Linked DNA regions of Mus musculus: regions 1, 2, 3, 5 and 6 are each linked to region 4. Evidence: chromatin contacts called from public Hi-C and promoter capture Hi-C data. All regions are on one chromosome and are shown on one strand. Each heading gives the region's core, a stretch centred on a gene start, on an enhancer-like site or on the middle of the called end of the contact. The rest is flanking DNA. Distances are from core to core; before and after follow the strand shown.

The links. Promoter capture Hi-C pulls out the DNA fragments that hold promoters and counts their contacts. A called contact is a pair of places that touch in the nucleus more often than the background predicts.
Region 1: a contact with region 4 is called in a Hi-C map of ventral hippocampal neurons, with 2.2 times the contacts expected there. The contact joins the enhancer-like site here to the promoter of Col25a1 in region 4. A contact is called at or near these places in 22 of 39 promoter capture datasets (the 3T3-L1 cell line, 3T3-L1-derived adipocytes, the C10 cell line and 12 more), 3 of 15 datasets of contacts at CTCF or cohesin (embryonic stem cells, hippocampal excitatory neurons and stem cell-derived epiblast-like cells), 95 of 484 Hi-C or Micro-C datasets (the C10 cell line, LSK cells, the P5424 cell line and 46 more), 26 of 115 datasets of contacts at active chromatin or transcription factors (PVALB interneurons, astrocytes, bone marrow-derived dendritic cells and 17 more) and 5 of 9 other capture datasets (adipose tissue, embryonic stem cells, liver and 2 more).
Region 2: a promoter capture Hi-C map of hippocampal neurons shows a contact between it and region 4, with 2.6 times the contacts expected there. The contact joins the enhancer-like site here to the promoter of Col25a1 in region 4. A contact is called at or near these places in 7 of 39 promoter capture datasets (the 3T3-L1 cell line, cranial neural crest, embryonic stem cells and 4 more), 1 of 484 Hi-C or Micro-C datasets (bone marrow-derived macrophages), 5 of 115 datasets of contacts at active chromatin or transcription factors (craniofacial prominence, embryonic stem cells, forebrain and 2 more) and 4 of 9 other capture datasets (adipose tissue, embryonic stem cells, liver and 1 more).
Region 3: a promoter capture Hi-C map of second pharyngeal arch cranial neural crest shows a contact between it and region 4. The contact joins the enhancer-like site here to the promoter of Col25a1 in region 4. A contact is called at or near these places in 23 of 39 promoter capture datasets (the 3T3-L1 cell line, 3T3-L1-derived adipocytes, the C10 cell line and 13 more), 3 of 15 datasets of contacts at CTCF or cohesin (embryonic stem cells, hippocampal excitatory neurons and stem cell-derived epiblast-like cells), 87 of 484 Hi-C or Micro-C datasets (LSK cells, the P5424 cell line, Sertoli cells and 41 more), 30 of 115 datasets of contacts at active chromatin or transcription factors (PVALB interneurons, SST interneurons, acute myeloid leukemia and 20 more) and 5 of 9 other capture datasets (adipose tissue, embryonic stem cells, liver and 2 more).
Region 5: a Hi-C map of cortical neurons shows a contact between it and region 4, with 1.9 times the contacts expected there. The contact joins the enhancer-like site here to the promoter of Col25a1 in region 4. A contact is called at or near these places in 7 of 39 promoter capture datasets (the C10 cell line, cranial neural crest, frontonasal cranial neural crest and 4 more), 1 of 484 Hi-C or Micro-C datasets (cortical neurons), 6 of 115 datasets of contacts at active chromatin or transcription factors (bone marrow-derived macrophages, embryonic limb bud, embryonic stem cells and 2 more) and 1 of 9 other capture datasets (adipose tissue).
Region 6: a contact with region 4 is called in a promoter capture Hi-C map of cranial neural crest. The contact joins the enhancer-like site here to the promoter of Col25a1 in region 4. A contact is called at or near these places in 9 of 39 promoter capture datasets (the C10 cell line, cranial neural crest, embryonic stem cells and 4 more), 1 of 484 Hi-C or Micro-C datasets (nephron progenitors), 3 of 115 datasets of contacts at active chromatin or transcription factors (bone marrow-derived macrophages, embryonic limb bud and stem cell-derived neural progenitor cells) and 2 of 9 other capture datasets (embryonic stem cells and liver).

What each region holds. Positions count from the first base shown.
Region 1 is chr3:130,564,273-130,567,538 of GRCm38.p6, reverse strand. It overlaps Col25a1 (collagen, type XXV, alpha 1), which reads right to left. Exons shown (of 38, transcript NM_029838.4): 27 at 1,000-1,080. Among named protein-coding and RNA genes, the nearest start is that of Etnppl, 52 kb to the left of the region's middle. Within about 2 kb of position 1,793, at least 4 of the 459 cell types and tissues checked have an H3K27ac peak or open chromatin away from gene starts, as enhancers often do. A contact at or near this core is called in hippocampal excitatory neurons and ventral hippocampal neurons, where this site is marked.
Region 2 is chr3:130,463,881-130,467,312 of GRCm38.p6, reverse strand. The region is part of intron 7 of Col25a1 (collagen, type XXV, alpha 1); the gene reads right to left. Among named protein-coding and RNA genes, the nearest start is that of Etnppl, 150 kb to the left of the region's middle. Within about 2 kb of position 1,717, at least 3 of the 459 cell types and tissues checked have an H3K27ac peak or open chromatin away from gene starts, as enhancers often do. A contact at or near this core is called in hippocampal neurons, where this site is marked.
Region 3 is chr3:130,586,561-130,590,207 of GRCm38.p6, reverse strand. It overlaps Col25a1 (collagen, type XXV, alpha 1), which reads right to left. Exons shown (of 38, transcript NM_029838.4): 36 at 171-248. Among named protein-coding and RNA genes, the nearest start is that of Etnppl, 29 kb to the left of the region's middle. Within about 2 kb of position 1,772, at least 7 of the 459 cell types and tissues checked have an H3K27ac peak or open chromatin away from gene starts, as enhancers often do.
Region 4 is chr3:130,179,124-130,182,316 of GRCm38.p6, reverse strand. It overlaps Col25a1 (collagen, type XXV, alpha 1), which reads right to left and starts at 1,472. Exons shown (of 38, transcript NM_029838.4): 1 at 537-1,472. The coding sequence starts at 833.
Region 5 is chr3:130,516,498-130,520,108 of GRCm38.p6, reverse strand. It overlaps Col25a1 (collagen, type XXV, alpha 1), which reads right to left. Exons shown (of 38, transcript NM_029838.4): 13 at 2,372-2,425; 14 at 306-332. Among named protein-coding and RNA genes, the nearest start is that of Etnppl, 99 kb to the left of the region's middle. Within about 2 kb of position 1,273, at least 7 of the 459 cell types and tissues checked have an H3K27ac peak or open chromatin away from gene starts, as enhancers often do. A contact at or near this core is called in cortical neurons and hippocampal neurons, where this site is marked.
Region 6 is chr3:130,644,484-130,647,943 of GRCm38.p6, reverse strand. It overlaps Gm36373 (a long non-coding RNA gene), which reads left to right. Exons shown (of 3, transcript XR_867641.2): 3 at 1,984-2,043. Among named protein-coding and RNA genes, the nearest start is that of Gm36322, 13 kb to the right of the region's middle. Within about 2 kb of position 1,548, at least 5 of the 459 cell types and tissues checked have an H3K27ac peak or open chromatin away from gene starts, as enhancers often do.

The DNA.
Region 1 (3,266 bases), core at 544-3,043, 380 kb before region 4:
AATTCCAGGGTCTAAAAGACAACTGAAACCACGACTCCCTTGAAATTTTATATTATGCACATAATTCATAAGAAGCTTTATCTCCACACATTTTAGTTCGAAGCAGTAATATTTACAGAAACTCTAAGGATTATGGGTGCTATATAGAGTGAAATACAGAGTAAATAGAAACTACACCGAGCTTGATTTTACAGCATTAAATACACTGGATTATGAATAATGTTATTTTTTTATGCTGTGCTCACTTTAAATAGTGCAGGTGAGACTTTAGTTCCACTGACATTTGTTTATAGTATCTTGTTTGCAAATGGGTAGAAGAGCCAGGTAGCACGGGCCTAAGATCTTGGCTCCTTGAGAAATGGAGGCAGAATGATCAAACACGCACAGCCAGCAAGTGTTTCAGCTCGTGTTTCATGCTTCAGCTGGCCTATGCAAGGTTTTAACCTAGAAAGGACTGGAGATATAGCTCAGTGGGTATGGGCAGGTATAGGGCTCTAGGTTTAATCCCTTGTTACTGGGGCTAGGGTGGGAGGGGTGGAGGGCGGGAGGGCGGGAAAGTTTCTATGCCTTTTCTTATAATTTCTAAATTTTTCCTTCTCAAGTTTCAGAAAAACAATGAGCCACGAGGAAGAAACACCATCCTTGTATAGACACACAAGACTAATCTGTTCTTTAATAGTTCTAAGTTCTGTTGCTTTGTACTTGTCTGTTTCTTTATTGTGGCCTATTTTATAATAGTTACTTGACTATACATACTAGATTCAAATGGCCAGTACCATTGGCTTTTTTATCTTCAAAAGAAAATAATTCAGGGGGAGAAAAAAAAAAGACACGAACACGTACTTTTTAAATGACCTAACTATAAAGTTTAAGCAACAACATTTCGAGTATTTACAAAATAAAGATAGTTTGGCAATTCCTGGCTGAGTACAGCTGAGAATACAATTCCTTCGCTAGCCATTTCTTCTCGAGAGAGTACATCATCGAGTGTGCACGTACCGGCAATCCAGGAAGTCCCAGTCCTCCTTTTTCACCTGGCACACCTGGGTCCCCCATGTCTCCCTTGGAGCCTTTGAGTCCCTACAAGTTACAAAGTTTGCATGTGAACAGTGCAGTGACAAGATGATAGGCACATCCTAGGGCCAATGGGATTCCAGGTAAATCTGCCAAGAGGTGGGAGCAAGCTGAGATGGCCATGACTTTGGCTCTCAGGCATTTTCTACATTGGATCAATGGTATTTCCCCATGTAATAGGATTACGTTCTATAGACCATTTAAATATGAAAAACATGAACTTGGGTTTTGGCGTTATTTCTCCTGGTTTCATCAATTTGCTTGGCAACTCTGGATCCTGCCAGTCCAGAAGACAGTATAATGACTGTAATTCTCAACAGTACAGCAAACATTTGAACCAGGACTCAGGGTTACAACAGCCAAGGTCCAAGTCAATGTTCCCATCTCTACATGGTTGTTCCTGCCTCATCACTGTGCATGTACATTCTAGCTGTCATCAGTTTCCAGCATCAATGTTCAATCAGTGCTTTCAAGCACCCCGTTTGTCCAGTGTCCCCTGTTTGGTTCTCACGACATCTCTGCATGGTGAGCCAGAACGTAATTACTATTCTTTTGCAATGAGAAAATAGATGTGTGGGTTTTGAATGCTAACAAATGTGAGTTGTGGAACACTAACATTACAATTAATTAATATTTTTAATCATGTTCATCTTAGCAACCTGTGGCAACAGGACCAGATGGCCCTGGTTACTATGGTAGGGATTCACAGGCTACGCAGACTCATTGTAGGGACAAGAACACATGCTACTTTCGCTAACTATCTTTATACTGAGTTCCGAACCACATACTGGAGGAGTGTGAAAGTACCAGCAAAGATAAATGTATCTTGCTGGTTAAGGTTGGGGATTTTTTGACAGGGAAAGCAACATGGTCAATTCAATAGGGTTAGTGGGAGAACAGAACCTTGCAAAGCCTAGAGAAAAAACATCTAGCTACTGCATATGTTGTATGTACGGGAACATTCAGTGTGTCATTATGAATTTCTAATTTATTATCTTTAATTACTAACAGTGGGTAATGATAAACTTACGTGTAACCTTTGTCATGGAAAATTGATTAAATTACCTTTCTATACTATTTCTTTAATGTGACAATATATCACTTTAATATCCAACTCTGTTACTAAAAATAACTTTTTCTAAAGTGGTTTGTTTTGTTAGAATACTTTCTCCTGAAGAGTGTATTGTTGATTTAGTCTATCAAGAATTCCTTTGATTTCTTATTCATTAATTCAGGCTATTTCTTAAATTTATTCAATGGTATTCTTTCTTATTCTGTGTGTGGGCCTGAATATGTGTGTAGCCCAAAGGAGGGCACCTAACATCTTGGAATTGGGGTGCTGGCTGATGGGGGAGCTGGGAACCAAACCCAGGTCCTCTGCAAGGGCAACAAGTGCTTCCGTCACTGTGCCCTCTTTCCGGCCCGTGAGCCACTTCTTGAGAAAATAACAGACATCCACATAACCTCACAGACTTTGAAACTAATCCTTGTGGTTTGATCCCGAATGCTGTCTGCATTCTCTTAGCAAAATTCTTAAAAGGTAGAGTTGCCAAGCCACAGCTGACAATGCCAAGTTCAGCCTAGGGACTGTTTTTTATTTACGTTGAATTAAAACAAAAAAGTAAGATGTGTTTAAGGAAAAGAATGCACTACAGAAACAATATGTACCCACAAAACCTGAAGTCTCTACTGTCCAGACTGTGCACAACCTTTGCCAATGTCTGACCTGAGGGCACTCTGAAAGATGCTGCTGCAGTGTACATAGCTATAATGATTTACTTTTTGCCTGAGTTTTCAAACGATCTAGAAAATTAGGGGGGAAATCATTATTCAGGAAAAGGAGACATCAAATGCCTGGAGTTAAGCAATACTATTATTTGTGAAAACTATGGCCATTGATTTTTGATATTGAATTGTTTTATATTCACTGAAAAAACAAAACAAAATAGAAACAACAACAACAACAACAATAAACCCCAACCAACCAATCAACCAACAAACCAACCCAAAGCTGTTCTTACTGATGAGGTAATGATTTTAGAGTCTATTAGAATCTGTTGAGGTAGACTGATAGGTCAGTAGTATTAAGAACAAAACCAAAGTAATACATAGCTTTACATTTCTACCAACCCAATTTATATCTAACTTAAAACCAATCACATATTTAGAGTTCATGTGGAACAAATGCTGGA
Region 2 (3,432 bases), core at 468-2,967, 280 kb before region 4:
TAGCAAGAGAAGATCCTCGCTCCTCTTCTAGAGGTACACGGGACTAATACTTGGAGTCTAGGGACTCTCCAAGTTCAGGGTTTGCTCTTTACTTGAGCTAGATCAGGATACTGTGTCAGCCACCAGAGTTGTAGGCTTCCTGTGGGAATTTAGACCGAAGAGGAGAGCATGCCTTCTTAAAGCAGCGTCTTTTAGTAACTAATGCCAAGTACAGTGCAAGAAAGTGTGGTGGGTAACACATAGGAAACAGAGGGCATTAATACAGACAGCAACTAACATGGAAGATGCACTCAACTGTCCAACTAATTAGGGCAGGATACGTAAGCGCATCCAGTCTCAGGGAAGGAGGCAGGCTCTCAAAGGACAGAGATGAAGATATAGATCAGGTACATCCTTCTTAGGGGAAAACTTGAAAACTTTTCATAGGCTGTGAATGTGGGAGGGCCTTAGGAATAATTAAAGGAGACGTAGTGAGCAATGATAATTCAGTTTACAGAAGATAACCCTAGTAGAGTTAGGAAAAACAGATTAAAAACTGAGGTTGTATGTACCCTGTAATTTCTTACCTGCAATTCTAAAATTCAAAATGGTTGAAGATGAAATCATCTTCATAAGTTCAAATTTTTTTCCTTTTAAGCTTGTAGCAATTGTGTCCAGGGACAAAGCTTACTGAAGCAGCGGTGAAGCTCTGTCTGGTCCCTGAAGTCCTTCCTAGTGTGAACTAGTTTGCAGTCCACTGAAGAACTTGATGGTTGGATTACACAGGACACCTCTCATACAATTTACACCATATGACTATTACCAACGTCCTATTTTCTCAAAGCTCAAAATTCTGAAACACATTTGACCTTGAGACTTTCAAGGAGTAATTGTGAGCTAAGTTCAACACTGATAACATAAAAGGAGCCTTTAGGAGAGTGAATGAGCATAGGAAAGGAGTGAGCTGTAGATTTAAGGCAATGGATTTGCATTCAAACAAAACTTGTCAACATAGGTGCTCTGGGAAATGCCCCGCTTAAATAATGACATGAATTACATATTAATTATTCATGCCAGTTTGCAACTGAAAAGATATTTACCTTTTATTCTTTGGTTTTACATGTTAATCAGGATTGGACTGATCAGCTGTTACATGGCATATATCTTTTACATTATTTCTTTAATAAATATATAATCACATTTATAATTAGAAAATATGTTTCATAGTATCTCAAAAGCAATTCTGTGGAAATTGTGTTCTTTTGTTAAGTAAAGAAGCTACGGGGGCTGGAGATGTGTCTCAATGGTTAAGAGCACTGGCTGTTTTTCCAAAGGACCCAGGTTTAATCCCAGAAACCATTAGAAAGAAAAAAAAATTCTCCAAAAGTCTTTGGAACATCAATTTGTTTACCCAACACTTACTGCACAGAAATTTGCTTAAAGTGAACATGATTTGGCAAAATTCATGCAATATGCATTTGAAATACAAATTTTGAGTGAACAGATCTCTAGTTCTCAGGGATTCTTCATACTAAGATGGTACAGAGTTACAACACTGTGAAATGTACCTCTAAACAACCCATATTGACCTCTACTTGAGAGCCTGAAGTCAAGGGCTCACCTTGACTTAAACACATCCTGTTCATTTCCCAAATGGAAATGGTGTGTGCCTGGCAGAGGTGGCATGGCATGAACCAACAAAGAACAGCTCGTATGAAACAGGGATCATCAGCTAACAGGGCATCTGATATGGAAGGGAGAGTGGGCGTCTACCCAGATGCCTTGAGGGAGAAGGCCAGCACATCCTGCTGTTGCCTGGAAGCTCTGTTTACTGCTTTGGCTTGATGGCTGTTTGAGAAAATTCTTTGTGGACTGAGCGACTGAGCCTCGACTCTTACTTTCTTGGGCGTGCCCTCTGACTGGCAGCCTCTCCATGGCAAAGCTGGGAGAGTCCCTGGGGGCTTCTACAGGGAGCATAATGTACTTCCTACTTTACCTCTGAGGTTTGCCAGGCCCCATGGCAGAAGTGCCATTTTGGAATAACCGGACCCCTCAAAAATGATTTTAGCAATAAAAGAGATGATGTTATCCTTGGGAAGTTCACTAGAGTGTATTACTCAGACGATAGTACTAGAGGTAATTTTTAAAACAGGTCTATTTGGTCCTGTGTCCTAATTTTCCCCATTAGTCCATATTTTAATTTTATAGTGATCTCCCAGGGTTTGTTTGGTTGGGCAAGATTAAAATAGGACCTGGGGATTGAAAACATACTAGAAATTTGCATCATTCCAACAGGAAGCTAAAACTATGGACTTTAAGAACATGGTCACACTCTAATTACCTTTCTACTTCATGTCACCTGTATATCTGGAACAGGCCCAACCCATAAAGACGTAGCCGACAGGAAAGCAGCCTGTTGAGACTAGAACAGTAGCTCAGTGGCAGAACGCTAGCTCAGCATCTACCAAGCCCCCTGTGTTCAATGTTTTGGGGTCCTCTCCCCTCCCCTCTTTTCCCCTCCCCTCTTCTCTCTCAACACAACACAAAATCCAGAGTGAAGCCAAAGCCAGACTGAAGCAACAGCTACCCAGTGTGGCCTTTTCTGCAGAAAGCAAACCAGTCGCTACCTTGTCCCCTGCATTCTTAAGGACTCCAAATTCAACGTTTTATTTTTTAATGATTGCTTCAGATTGAAAATGTATGTTACTAACTCAATTTTAGTATAACTTTTTTTAAAATCATTCAAACATAAATACATTTGAGGTTAAGCTTTGGGCCACAGATGAACAGTTAATGAATAGTACTTTGGAGAGCTAAATTAGAAACAAGGGCTTTGCTGCCAAAGGAAATTCTCATCACCAAGGATGACTTTGGTTGCTGCTCTGATGCTTGGAGAAAGGTTACAAACTCATGGTATCCATCCTATGCCGTAATTTGAAAGAGTTATTCTCAAGTAAAAACATTTCAAAAGATGATTGTTACATAGTAATATCTTTGGGAGATACAGGTCATGGTATAATTTCTTTATGAAAAGAACATTCCTAAATAATGAAATCATTTCTATGAGTTGAACTCTAGGTGAAAGAGTCCATTATGATCTACAGAAAAACTACAGCTTAAGACTTTGCTGAAAAGAATGTTCTAAGTTTGGAAAACTTAAGTCTAAGTCTTACCATTATACAATATGCGGTCCCTTCCCACACTCCTTTACTCTACCTCCATCCCCTCCCAGTCAATTCTCCTATTCCAGTTCCCCTTTGATCTCTTTATAATATTATATTCTATTTCCCCTTCCTTGGAAAATCCCAGTGACCTTCCAGCAATAGTGCAATAGTGGCACAAATATTATGGAGGTAACCAATCACTTTTTTTAAAAAAAAATTAAATTTAAGGCCCACTCCATGGGATGACACCCAACCTGAAACTATAAGTGACCAAGAACCTGGGACTAGA
Region 3 (3,647 bases), core at 523-3,022, 410 kb before region 4:
CTCTCTCCCGGAAGCAGAGCCCAGGGAGGAGCCTGCTCATGCACACACATGTAGTATGTTTATCATGTAAAGCTGGCTCCAGAAAGAAGCACTTTACACTGATACAGACGAGTACAAAGTAGACAGAGGAATGGCATGCAGGATGATGGTAGGAAAGAGAAATACTGTACCAATTGGCAAGGAGCATCCAGCCCATCCAGGCCAGGCTGGCCTGGCTCCCCCTTTTCCCCCTTAACGCCACGGAATCCCTGTTTGTAAAAATTAACTCATAACGTTACTAATCCAAGAATTCATTGAAAGCAAAAATCTGCTAAAGAGACAACTAGAAGACAAAGCCAGGAGAGGAACAGCCTAGAAGGGGTAGTAACACGCAGAGAAGTTTCACATTATCATGACAAAGCCTTTGACAGGAAACCATTGGCCTCCTGTTTGGAGGGATATGGGATGCTGTTGGCTCTTCTTCACACCCTACAGTCAGGTTCCTGACAGCCAGCACTGCTTGTAAATTTAGAAACGAGTAGTGTTGAGTGGCTGGCAACAAGATGTCAAGGACACCAGTGTAGCCTCGTACTTCTGAACACCGTCGGAAAGTCTGTGTTAAGTGGCCCTCCCAGGACCTGCTGTTACTGACCCCTCTGGCCTGCTCCTCTCCCATCTTATCCTCATCCCATCACAAGACATCTGGAGACGGTTGCATCAGTTAGACATACCAACGGGCAGGGTGCATCTAATCCAGGAGCGCCCTGTTCTCCTTTCTCCCCTTTAGGCCCCCTTTTGCCTTTCTTTCCCTTTTCCCCCTGTGGATACAAGGGTTTAAATAAAAGACAGGTTTTATTTTGAGGGGGTGTAGAATAAAAATTATCCAAAGTATGGCTTAGCTAGAAATAGTCTGGAGGCATTTACCATTGTTTACTGATGTACATATGACACGATGCTATAAAAAAAATAACTTAAGCTGCCATGCTGACAATGGATTCTGGAAACAGGATAGATTGGTTGGTTGGCTGATTGATTGATTATTTATTTATGACATTCAACAAAAAGAAAGGAGGATACCAAAAGGGCTGATGCATCAGAAAGGCAGACCAGTGCTGACTGTCAAAATATCTGAGTCAACAGTGAATTAGGGATTTGTTCTGTGGACCAGGCAAAGATGGCGGACAAGTTACACTGAAGCCAGTTGGTATCAGGTGGAGCTGGGCTTAGGGTAATGGATGCTCTACCCAATTGTGAGTAATTTTAACTTGCCTTTACCCTCCGTATTCTTTAACACATAATGGCTGTACAGACTCAGAGGGAGAGGCTACAGCTTTGCTCTCTCCCAAGGCTGTCCAGTCGTACTCTATTCTGCAGCTCCCAGTAAAAACATTCCAGTATTAAAACGTGCCTCTATTGTGTTTAACTTTTCCTCTCTGGCAAAAATAAAAGTGAACACTTGACTGATTGAGTTAAACACAGATTTCAGGTGCTAGTACACGGCAGCAATGCCAACTGGAGAAACAGTTGGATAAACCTAGGCGGTCTTCTTCAATCTTTGTTGTTCACAATGGTAAATGAGTTTCCAGCCCACAACGCTGCAGATAGGAAAAGCAGTCTGGGCTCATTAAAATGAGGTAGGCAGGATAATTACGTAGTGGGAATGTAGCCATGGAAATTAGTATTTGGGAATCAAGGTCAAGGTTTGTAGGATGTCGGCATGGGTCCTAGGGATGGAGGAATTTAGGAAAGGAGGCGAAAGGAGAGGAGGGAAGGAATGCACCCCAGCTGGTTCACATTAACGGAGACATCTGCAAACGTATAGACAGGCAGTTGGTGCTGTGCAGAATGCAGAAGACAGTACATAGATACATACGTAGATGAGAGCATTCATCCTGCAATCTGGATGGCAGTTGCAATAAAACCGAACAGTCTGAAGCAAGCAACATGAATATTCAAAGGAAAATAGACAGAACAATGCGCACACCGCATTGAAGTATGAGACACTCATTCAAATTAATACATTCACTCTGACAGCATGGGCCGAAAGCTCCGCCTTGGTCATCTCCTGTGTGCCAAGAACATGGGGGCAGAAGGCTTGGAATCAAAACCACTTGGGCTTCTTGGATACAGGGGATAGAAATTTGGTGTGGTTCACTAGAGCATGGGTGAAGGCAAAGCTGTGACAGGGAGAGGGAAGGAGGAGCAGGTGAGACAGGAAATGGACGATGCCTTTGGAAGCAAGTGCTCACTCATGAAGAATCAGCACCCACTTCAGCGAGCAGCTTCAGTGTCATGACATGAACTGATAGAAACTTTTTACCTGTGCTTTGCCCTTCCTGAAGGCAGCGGAGCCATCTTTGAGTAGGACTAACCAAGACCAGGTGTGTTGGTTAAGTGGCATTCATTGCTTGATTGGCAAATGGACTTCAGACTAACTACTGGAATTACTGTGATAGGCAATGATTTGGGGTTGATATTTCAGCGAACAGCAAGCTTTATGGAAAAGAGCCATTATGAAGAATGATATGTTAATGCTATCACAGAGAAGAACATGTCAACATTATCAATCAACAGCATGTTGTAAAATGAAGTGATAATCTATATTCTTCAAAGTTATGTGTCATCGTGTGTATGAGCAGTTGAAATGTGATAATTATTGTCAGTTTTCATTTCTTATACTGATGAAAGAGATATATACAAAGTGTTTAACCTTTAGAATCTAATTTTCCTAAATATAAAACTTGGAATAATTGTGGAAATATTTTTGTGTGAGTGACTAGCATTTTTCTGAGGGAGGATATGTGAGTAGCTTATGGTTTTATAAGCTACAGTAATGAAAATTTCTCCTCTCCCCTAGACTCTTCATTCTTTTTTCTTTGCTATGCTGGGAGAATGAACTCAGGGCTTTGCACATGCTCAGTAAGAACTCTACACTGAGCCAATACTGGTATAATTTCCAACTTCTTTAAAGATAATAAAACTGAGTACTGCATGATAAATTTTTTTCCTTGTGTAACATTTTAGACCCATACAACCCACTAGGTAAATATATAACAATTAAGCAGATCTTTTAAAAACAATTTGCTGTGTTCAATGGTCTCACATAGAACCTGTCTCAAACTGCATTACAATTTGTAGTCAGGATTTATAATGTGGAAAAGAACTTCTTATAGCATACTTTTCCTCGTTTTTGAAATAGGGAAATAACAGCACCCACCTTGGGGTGGCAGTGTGACGATTTTAAGGTTTATCGTGGGAGAGGAATGCACAGGTGCTCACGGTATGTGATGATGTGGAAGGCGGAGCTTGAGATGACCATGGTATGGGCTCTTACCAACGGGAGGCTGAGAAACTCCTAATTCCTAAAACACATGCAGGGGCTTCGTTGCTTTTCTTTGACACATCTCTTTTGGTCTTGCATCATAACAGGAATGAGTTTCACTGTTCAAGAGAATCTACTAGACTTTTAAAATCATTGTGTTGTTAAGTATATCAGGGCACACATGAATCTAAGGAGGACTGGTTTACCCTGGAATCATGGGGTGGACGGATATTCAGCTACTTTAAGATTTTCATTATCGAGGTTTTGTTGCTTTTTTGCTTCATCCAATGTAAACACTTACTTGATTTACTATTGGGTTAAAGAGAAAGGGAGGAAGGGAGGGAGA
Region 4 (3,193 bases), core at 223-2,722:
AGCTTCAACAGCTCTACCTTCCAATTATTACCTGCACTGCATCCTTAACCAACTATAAAACTTTTTCAAAGTGTTTGAACATGAAAAAAAGATTCGAAGGGTGGAATTTATGATTCTCAAGCTCTATAGGATCGTTTCACTTGAAAGTGATTACCTTTTGTATATTAATAACACCTGTTTCCCTAACCTTTCCCTGGGAAGGAGATATGAGATCTTATATCAACAAAAATTGGTCTCCGTTGAAGTGAGAGCTCCCAAGAGACTCCAGAAAGCTACAAAGAAATAAAATGCCCCTCCACACACTCCCGTTATCCAGACCCCCCATATATGTCTAAGCATGCAAGCACTATGGAATACCCAGGGAAGATATCTGCTACAGACTTGATACTAAGCAATACCCAAGGTACTTAACTCCATACTTGGCATATACAGTCAAGTCAACTATGCAGACAGCTAAGGGTCGAAACTATCCCTGCACACAGGGCTCACACCTGTGCAAAACAGTATTCACGTGCAAAATACCCAGCCTTCCACACCTGAGCCAAGAGACGCTCCACTTTCTCCTGAACCATTGCCTTCAGCTCATCCACGGTGTCAGACAGCGGATGGAAGGAAGGGGTCCCTTTAGCAGATTCAAGAGCAGCAATCCTCGCCTGGAGGTCGTTGGTTTTCACCCCAAGATAAAAACAGAAAGCCACAGCAACCACTGACAAGAGGGTCGCCAGGGCCGTGCACGAGGGCATGGTGCCGGCACAACGCTGTCCCAAGGGGCGCGGATCTTCTGATCCAGACTCTCGTCCCCCTCCTTTCCCTGCAAGCTTCTTCACCAACATTGTGGCGGGGTCGCTGGCCTCCGCTACGCCTTCCACCTTCTATCTCCTCCAGTAATCTTAGAATGAGAGGAAGGGTCGGTTCCTCCAAAGTTCAGTCCCTGCGGCTGCACAACTAGTTGGTAGAGTCGGAGCCCGGGCTTAGAGATGGACCTGCGCGTGGCTCGGCGTCCGGATCAGCAGGCGTGGACCGACCGTCCTCCAGATTCTTTCTCCCCTTCCAGCTAGGAGTGAAAAGCACCCTCCGGCCGGGGACTGTGTGGCGCCGGGGGTGTTGTTGGGGTCACAGCTGAAATGAAACCCACTAGGGCAGCTCTCTTGACCCCCCCAATCCGACACCTCCTTAGGGGTCCCCCGCGCGGAGGCGCAGGGTCCGAGAGCCCCTCTCTCTGCTCCGACCTGTTGAGTCTGCCTGCCTATCTCTACCTTTTTCCACCCGCCGACCTGTCTCCCACCTGGATCAGTTCAAGGCCAAAAAGAAAAGGAAATACAGAGACCCGGCGAGAGCGCAGCCCCCGTGGGTGGTAGAGGAATAGAGAAAAAGAGGACCGAGTGACCCAAGCAGCGATCGTAAGCTGCGAGGCCCCAAAAGTATCTCCGCAGACCCGCGTGTGCGAGCCTTAAATACCCCGGGATGCTCTTGTGTGAGACAGTGCGCGCGCGCCTGAAGCGCGGACCGCCCCCTCCCGCAGGAGCCTCCTTATTAGCATAATATATTCACCTTCGCCCAGCCCGCCTGGACCCACGAAGGGGCGGGAGCGCGGGTGGGAGCGGAGCCCGAGGTCTCTATTAGCATAATATATGCAAATAGCTACAGCAACCACTGTGATTGGAGAGGAGCTTGGAGACCCTTCCCCCTCCCACCACCGAGTAACTTCAGCGTCCCCCTAAGGCCATCTCTCCGGCCCTAGCCAGGGGCCGAATTGAGGTCTGCTGTGCAGAGTGGCTTATACTGGCTTAGCCCAGCGCCCCCTATTTGGGTTAAAAAATGGAGAAATGGCCTCCTGAAGGAAAGAACGGAAGCAGAAGGCTCCAGCTCTCCAGATCCTCGCTCAAAGGCAGCCACAGGAGCTCCTCCATCTAGCCCTTGCGCGACGTTTTCCCTCCTCCCTCAGTTCGTTCCCACATGCCCAGAGGCAAAGTGTCTGGCTGACGTCTGCAGGGTACCTTCCCCACTTCCCTTCCTTCCCACGCCTTGCTGCAGATGACTGGGGAAGTTTTCTCGCCCCTCCCCCGTTTCCTCTTGTCTTGATGCTGCCCCCCCCCCCCCCCCCAGCTCTGGGCTCTTTCTCTGTACTAGGGTGCTAATGTGTTTTCCTGATTCGCTGTTTTGTGAGTGTTTGAGGCATACACATTTCTCAGGATTTAGGAAAGAGCTGAAGAATGAAGTCAGTTTTTCCTCTTCCTTGACTCTCAGCTTGCCTCTTCCCTCTGGATCAAATTACTAAGTCTCTACTGGGATTTTTTTTTTTTTTCTAAATTGATAACAAGTAGCATTTTGCATCCAATTGATTTTAGAGAAGAAAACACAACCCTAACTCTCCTTCCAAAAGACCTTCCTTTTTGCCTTTTCATCTTAAGAAATGTCACGTACGTTTCTTTCCCTCCCTAACCGATTACCACAACCAGTTACTACTATAATCAATGAACAAAATACCTAACCCGGAGCAGTTGCTTCTCGTGTGTAAACTACAGTGCCAAGGGGGACTTAGGATAGACATAGCAGGAAGCCTGCACTTATGAATCTCAACAAGTGGTTGCATAAAACAAGACCTCAAGACCTGAATAACAACTATGCTCACATGCCAACGTGGATCGGGGACCTTGCATGAGACCCGGTGCCTAGAATAAGAGCTACTAACAATCAATGGCTGCTGGAGGAGACTGTTTCCTTCCGGAACCAACTCCAGACTGTCATCTCTAAATACATAGACATATGAGAAACACTAAATGGACTCAAGAAGGATGTGTGTGTGTGTGTGTGTGTGTGTGTGTGTGTGTGTGTTCCAGGTAAGTAAGCTCCCTAACCCTGAACTCTAGCTCCAGCCAAAAAGTTTAATATGTTAGTTCTTTCCACATTCCAATTAACCTCCGTTGCTTAGTGTGGGTGTTTAGTGGGCCGCGGTGGTGGTGGTAATGTTGTACATGGGTTGCAAACTTTTTCTTTGCCAGTCCTCTCAATGTTCTCTCTTTGAGCCTCTGCTCTATGCCATCGATACTCTCCTCTGTGGAATTCCTAATTACCATCTTTTAGCTGTTGAGCAATGAATGCATATACCAAACCCAAACCTCCGGAGCCCCAGAATGATACAGCTCACCATTCGACATTCATCTCTCACTAGCAGTTACAACTTAGCCTGCAT
Region 5 (3,611 bases), core at 24-2,523, 340 kb before region 4:
TTTTTAAGCAGGGCTAGGGGCTTCTGAACCCTGGCATGCAGTGTCTGCCCCTTCTACCCTTCCTTTCAACCCCAAACTCAAATGCTGTAAGGGAGGGGAAAGAACCATATCCACCCCCCCCCCCCCCACTATTTGGCAGTCCGAAAGACAAGCCAATAAACACTTACTACCTCTTCCAGAAATCTCCACTTATCTGTCCATCTGCCCGTCCATCTCTCCACCCCCCCATCCTCTCACCCACCCAGTTCAGTTGGGGTGTAGCTTTGGAGAAGCGGGGTGACGAGCAAAGGCAGAAGCATCTTTACCTTTTCTCCTTCTTTTCCAGGTTCTCCCTGAGCACAAAAAGAGAGATTGTGAGGAATTAGTGGAGAGCTAGCGAGTGAAGCAATAGCAGGCAAGGCAGAACACGCACTGAATGCACTAGGTGGGTGGACTATACAGGGCACTGTCGATTATGGCTTTAATTTTTATATGAAAACAAGTCACAAAAGTACCCAGAAGGACTGGGTACAGAAACCAGTGCTAACTTTAATCCCAAGTCCTTACTTATAAGTATAATGACATCCAGTAGATAAGAAGTTACCCAGGAGTGGGCTGGGACACTAAGGGGGAGTGACGGTGTGGCACCAAGATGTCTCTCCAAACTCCAGATCAATAAGGGGGTTAGCATGTCCTTCCATAAAGCTGCCTATTGAAGATATGTTTCGACACATGGACTGTGTCAGGGCTGACCTCTGGTACAGTTCTGCCATCTATATTCTTGGACATGATCATAAGCCCTCAATGCAGCACTGACACCCCTTGACAACATCATCAATTCTGTAACTGGTAGAAAGCAACATGCTGCAGATCAAGACAGCGGAATGGAGGAATGGAGCAGAGCTTTAGTCTGTTAAGGTTCCTACTAGAAATGGCAGCCAGGAACACGAGAGGCCTAAAATATGAAACTGTTCTCTGGAGAGAGCTGCATTTTTCCCCTTTCTCTAGGAAAGGGCAGGGGACAGACAGGAAACATCCTAAAGTACCTGCACATTGTGATGACATTTCCTGATCGGAAGCTTTAATAAGCTTTGCCATGAGATCAGACTGCTTTTAAAAAACAGTGTAACGAGATGATTGTAGAAAAAAGAAAACCAAACTGAAAGAAAACCCACTCTAGAGGTGAGCTTGGGGCAAAACTCTTTTCATTCTCAGGAACTCATCCTGGCCCCCTGGCTTTCTGCATCTCTGGTGACCCGCACAACTCAACATCCATTCTGAAAGCCGCATTGCCAGGCAACACAGGACCAGCACCAGGGATACGCCTCAAGCATTAGCAACCACCCTCAGGCTGTTTAGTAAAGTACGAGGGAGGGAAGAAGACAGAAGGCGGCTGGGGTCCAGAAGGAATATCTTTTTTCTTCTCCTCCAGGACAATAGAAAGGGCGAGTTTATGAGTTTTAGGTCTGCCCACAGCACCTAAATAGCAGTGTGATGTGTAGAATCAGCTGACAGGCATCTGTGGGTACAGACCCACACCAGCACAGCTGATGGGATTAGACATCGGTTTTGTACTTCAAGGGGTGTTCACTCATCAAAGGATTTGGGATTTGTCTGTCTGCGTGGCTTAAACTAAACTGTCACCAATCTCTTTTGATTTAACGGATTCATTTGTTCTTCAAGAAACCAAGCAAACAGGCAATCCAAAAAAAATCCTCATTACATTTTTTCCCTGCTTAGTAATTCAAACTATATCCATTTTTAAATTCTAAACACACCACATCTTTATTCTGTTCTTTGTCTGATTAACTGGCCATGTTGTGTAAAAGCTGAAGGTGGCCAAATCTTGAGAAAAAGCCATCGAAGCTCTGTAAACATCATCTGTGGTGGGGCTTAGCTAATATGTACATTTTAGGCAGCGTGAACATGACCTATATTTTCACATCTTATTAAGGGGTAAAATGACAGTAGTCATTTTGGAGGCTTTTTTATGCTAGTGAATTATAACCACAAGATATATTTCTTTAGAACTGTTTTATGGGTGTTTTGCTTGCATGTATGTTTGAGAAGTTACTTACGAAGGGTCAAGAGATGTTATGTGGGCATGGAGAATTGAACTCAAGTCCTCTGTGAGAGCACTCATCTCCCCAGCCCCATAGGGAAGGTTTTAGACAGCCGTGTATCCTATTTCTTTTTTTATGCATGTCTAATGCTAATGACAATCTTAGACATAATTTGGTCATTAGTTACAAAGTACTATGACAGCATGTTATTCCACTGACAGAACATTCTATCCAACTTCAACCAGAAGAACAATTTACAAACTGTGACAGCTTACAGCCATGTAGGAACCATGTTGTGGATGACTGTGTTCTACTGTTTCTCTACCCACCTTAGGTCCTGGTAGTCCACTCTGCCCGGCTGCTCCAGGTGATCCAGGCTCACCCTCAAAATAGAAAGTACACATTACTAAGCAAAATAAGCCAACCTAGCACATAATAGAGATGATGAGAGGAGTTGGCCACCTTAGAACGAGCTAGAAAAACAGAGAATAAGTAACTACTAGAATAATTAGTCCCACTGTGGCCCAAAGATCTACATGCTTGAGAACAAAGTATTCAACTGAGTTAATTCCCTTTGTGTGGTCTTTTCATCAATAAGAAAGCTGAGTGAGGAGTTGTCAGGGATGCTGGTAGCTAATATGGTTCTGGGTACCATCCAATTAGTATTTGTTGAATGAATAAAGCTCACTTGGCAATAATAAACTCTCTTGGTGGAGAACTTGTAAATGATCTATCAGCTCAGTTAAAGACTAAATCACTAGATATTTTTTTTTCTTATTAAACTTAAGTAACACGGATGTATATTTTGAAAATACATATCTTTAAACAGATACCTAATTTTCTAAAACACATTTGGTGGAAAAGCAACAAATAAATAAATAAATAAATATAAAAAATAAAAAGGCTTTGTAAAAGTGGTTTTGCAATAGTGTTGTGAAAACAACTAAAACAACCAGACTTATTCCTCATGGTCATACTGTACGATTGGCTCTTAAGAGCAAGGTAATGGATGTCCAGCTAGAAAATTCCCTGTTTCCAGAAGATGGTGGTATATACCATCCTTTCTGAACCAGTGATTCTTTTCCAAAGAGGTGGGAGAACAAAGCAGCAATAATAACAAAATAGTCCAAGTCCCTTGAAATGTCTAGAAACAAAGGACACTGTGTCCCTTATGTTCCCATGTGTCTCATACGTCTGTCCATTTAATTTAATCCCCAGGGTCCTTAGGGCGTGACTGACTTCTAGACAGCTTTCCTTTCCACGGACAAAAGTAAAGTTGCTTCTTAGCTGATGTCTTAAGACAGTGATTGCTTTAACTTTAAGAGCAGTTTTGGCTTCACTACAAATTTAATTCATTTAGAAGACTATTTCCCAAGTAACCTGGTATCATTTTTCCATATTCAAAGCATGTACATTAATAACAAATATTTTTCACATTTTTATCTATTTATCTCATTGTATGTGGGTGTGCAAATGCATGCACATACAAGCCCCCGTGTGCAGGTGGAAGTCAGAGAAGAGCTTGAGGGAGTTGGCTCTTTCCTCCTGTCTTGTGAGTTCCAGGTGTCG
Region 6 (3,460 bases), core at 299-2,798, 470 kb before region 4:
AACTCAGAGACCCTTCTGCCTCTACCTCCCGAGTGCTGGGATTAAAGCTGTGAGTCACCACTGGCCAGTGAACGTTTAGCTTCTAGGTAATGATCTCAAAAAACTTTTCAAACTAAGACAGAAACAGGGAGGAAAAGGTGCTTGATTTGGCCCTTGGCACCTTGTTAGTTGGTAATTGATCGACTCCACCTCCTTTTTCTTTAGTGTGGTCATGGAGGTTGTCTCTTCTTTTGTCTCAGCCTTCTTTAGCTCCAGCACATCACCACAGGGGAGAAGTCTGTGCTGAGATAAGGCTCAGTTGGTAGAGTCACTGCATAGTCTGTGTGGGGTCTTAGGTTCCATCCCTAGCACCACAGGAAACTAGATGTGTGGGGGCATGGAGTAGGGATGGAGTCTGCAGAATCAGAAGTTCAAGGTCATGTATACCTAAGAGGGAGTTGAGGAAGTGCTGGACCAGACAACTTGTCCAAGAATAAAAGGGAAAATTATTAAATGAAAGGCTGGATTATTATCATGATGGGCTATCAAATCATATGAGCAGGTACCTAGTTATACGTTTAGGTTTGTGAATCTTAACTTACATAGCCTTTGAGGAAAAAAAAATATAAAAGACTTCACTTGCTAATTTTACAGAAACAAATGACCCAGTGAACCTGGCTTGAACAACAAACAGGTTCCAAGGCTCAGGTTTTACATCAGTACATCTTGTGCAGGGTCCAGAATGACCACATGTAGCTCTCTCTACCTTCCTCCTTTCTTTAGCCCTAGCCCCAGGGAAGGAGCTCAAATGGGGTTCTACTATTGACAGTAGTGTCCACAAGGCTCTCAGGATCACGACTTGGCGGTTAAGGACCCTGCAAAACCTTATGTTCTATAAAAGTTACACACTCAATTGAGTTTCAGGACTCCAAACAGCCTGGCCCTGACAATAGCAGCAGCCTTGCCTACAGAGGTAGACTTGGTTTCTTCAAAGACATTTATGTCTTTTAGCTTGTTGGCAGCTATGTACGTCTACTTAGACAGGGCCCTGGTTGAAATCCCTAAATAATCAATCCCTTTGAACCCCAAGTCCTCCAATACTGCACATTTGGGCCGTGGGAACCTGCTCCAATTCAAGCAGATCCAGTGAGGAGGTATAGAAGGCCTTGCCATCCTCAAGGCACCTTTTAACCAGTGAGGGGAGTGAGGGAATGGGGTGGAGAGTAGGAATGTGGGGGTTGGAGAGCTGACAAGCTCTCTGCTTTCTCTCTCCCATAGTGGCTCAACTGCACAGAATTTGTTCGACAGCCTCAGCACCTCAGTCATGTTCTCCCCACTATGGGCCCCTTCCTTCCCAGCCCTGCTCTCTTGCCTTCCATACTTCTGTTTCCTGGGATTAGATCCAAAGCAAACCCTCTGTCCCAGGTCTTGGCCTCACGATCTGTTTTTGGGTTAGGCTAGACTGTTTCAAACTGCTCATTAAGGAAAATCAATACCTTTGCAACTTGATTATGGGACAGAGAGAAGAAAGGTTTCTGGTCTACCATCGCTTGGAGCCTCACAGTCTGCCTTAATTACCTGGATACTCTTGCTTCCTCCCCCCTGACTGGCAGCCTCTCGCTCTCCAGGGACCGTTTCCATTGTCTCCACTCTCCAACTATAGCCCGGAGACTCAAGATCAGACAGAACAATTGTGGGCGATGTGAGGCGAGCATGCTTGCTGTTTTGGGGGAGAAAAGATTGTTTTATTTCACTCTTGGATCGACTGGTGAAGCTTTCGAAAGACACATGGAAACAATCGAAAGAGAAAGACTTTATGTCTTTTTGGAGCAATGCATATTTATTCAAATTATAGTTGGATCCTGTTATGATAGAGGATTTTTAAGGGAAAAAAAAATCTTGGGTTTCATTTTCAAAGCTATAGATTTCTTATATTGTATAGTTTTGGACAGAAACGGAATGACCTAGCTTGAGGGTTCAGTTAGAATTTTGTATTTTTCACAGGACATTTTTCCTACTGAAAACACAGATTAATTCTTTTGTCTGAGGATCTCCACAGCAGTTCTTGTTAACGATGGTGAGTTTTCACATTTTCATGTCAAGACAGCCCTCAAGTACATCACCTACTACTAACACTTTAGCCGCTATTTATTTATTTATTTATTTGATATTTTCTTTATATACATTTCAAATGCTATCCCGAAAGCTCCCTATACCCTCCCCCGCGCCTTGCTCCCCTACCCACCAACTCCTGCTTCTTGGCCCTGGCATTCCCCTGTACTGGGGCATATAAAGTTTGCAATACCAAGGGGCCTCTCTTCCCAGTGATGGCCGACTAGGCCATCTTCTGCTTTAGCCTCTTTTTAAATCTCCCAACATGGTCTTGTCTTTCTTATTGTTGTTTTTAACTTTGAATATCAGGGAAAATTCATTAACCCGACTCTCTTTTCAAATCAGCTTTGCCAGGACTTCACTGGATAGAATAAAGAGATCAAATTAACCTTGAGTTGTCAGGCAGACTATGACCTTCAAATGTTGGGAAGGCATACCTTCCCTGGAGGATAGAGCTTTGACTTTTGACTCATGAAGGGTGAGACTGGAGAAGAACTTGGAACCTCCAATGGCTGCCTTTGACAGGGACAGGACGTAAGAAAACACCTGGCTCTGCATTGCCCGGAGTGGCTCCAAGGAGGGCTGAGTATAACAGAGCTCCTGAATGCTTCTGCACAAATGGGGGGATCCTCAGCCTCAGCCCTTCATAACCTGCACAGAGGTCTGAAGCTTTGAGGAAGAATATACTTCATGAATATAATATAGACTGAATTAATCATCCCTTTTCATTTTATACAGAGCCCCAATTTCAAAAGTGATGATATTTGTGAGAATTCTAGAAAATAGGCTGGTCTAGGTAGAGTTAGGATGCGGGGCCCCTATGAAGGGATTAGTGCCCTCATAGAAGAGTTTGCTGTCACTGTTTGAGTGAGCACAGAACAAGATACTAGCAAGCAAAGGAGAGGGCCTCCATCAGAGCCACATCTTGCAGGCACCCCTAGCCAACCAGAACTGCTGCTAATTGGGCTCCCTCCTGGCCTATGGTGTTTTGGCAGCCCAAACCAACAACACACCACCAGAGTAGGCAAAGGACTCAAATATTCTCTTTACTTTTCCCTTGGAACTTTTTGACTTACAGTTCTCCTGACAGCTATAGTTCCTGGAGTCAAACATATAGGGACAACAGACCAGAATGAAAAGGTTTGGGCTGCTTCCCAAATTTTTATATATGTTTGCCGGTTATGAACTATATTATCAGTCTGTAAAAAACCCAAAGGGAGTGGATTTTCTTCTATATAATTTATACTTCAATAAGCCTGAATAAAAGGAAAAAAATCAATTACTGGGAAATAATTTTTTGTGAGAAAAGCATAAAATTGTTGGGCTTATCTATTTTTGAAATAACAAATTTTGAAGTAGCATTAATGTT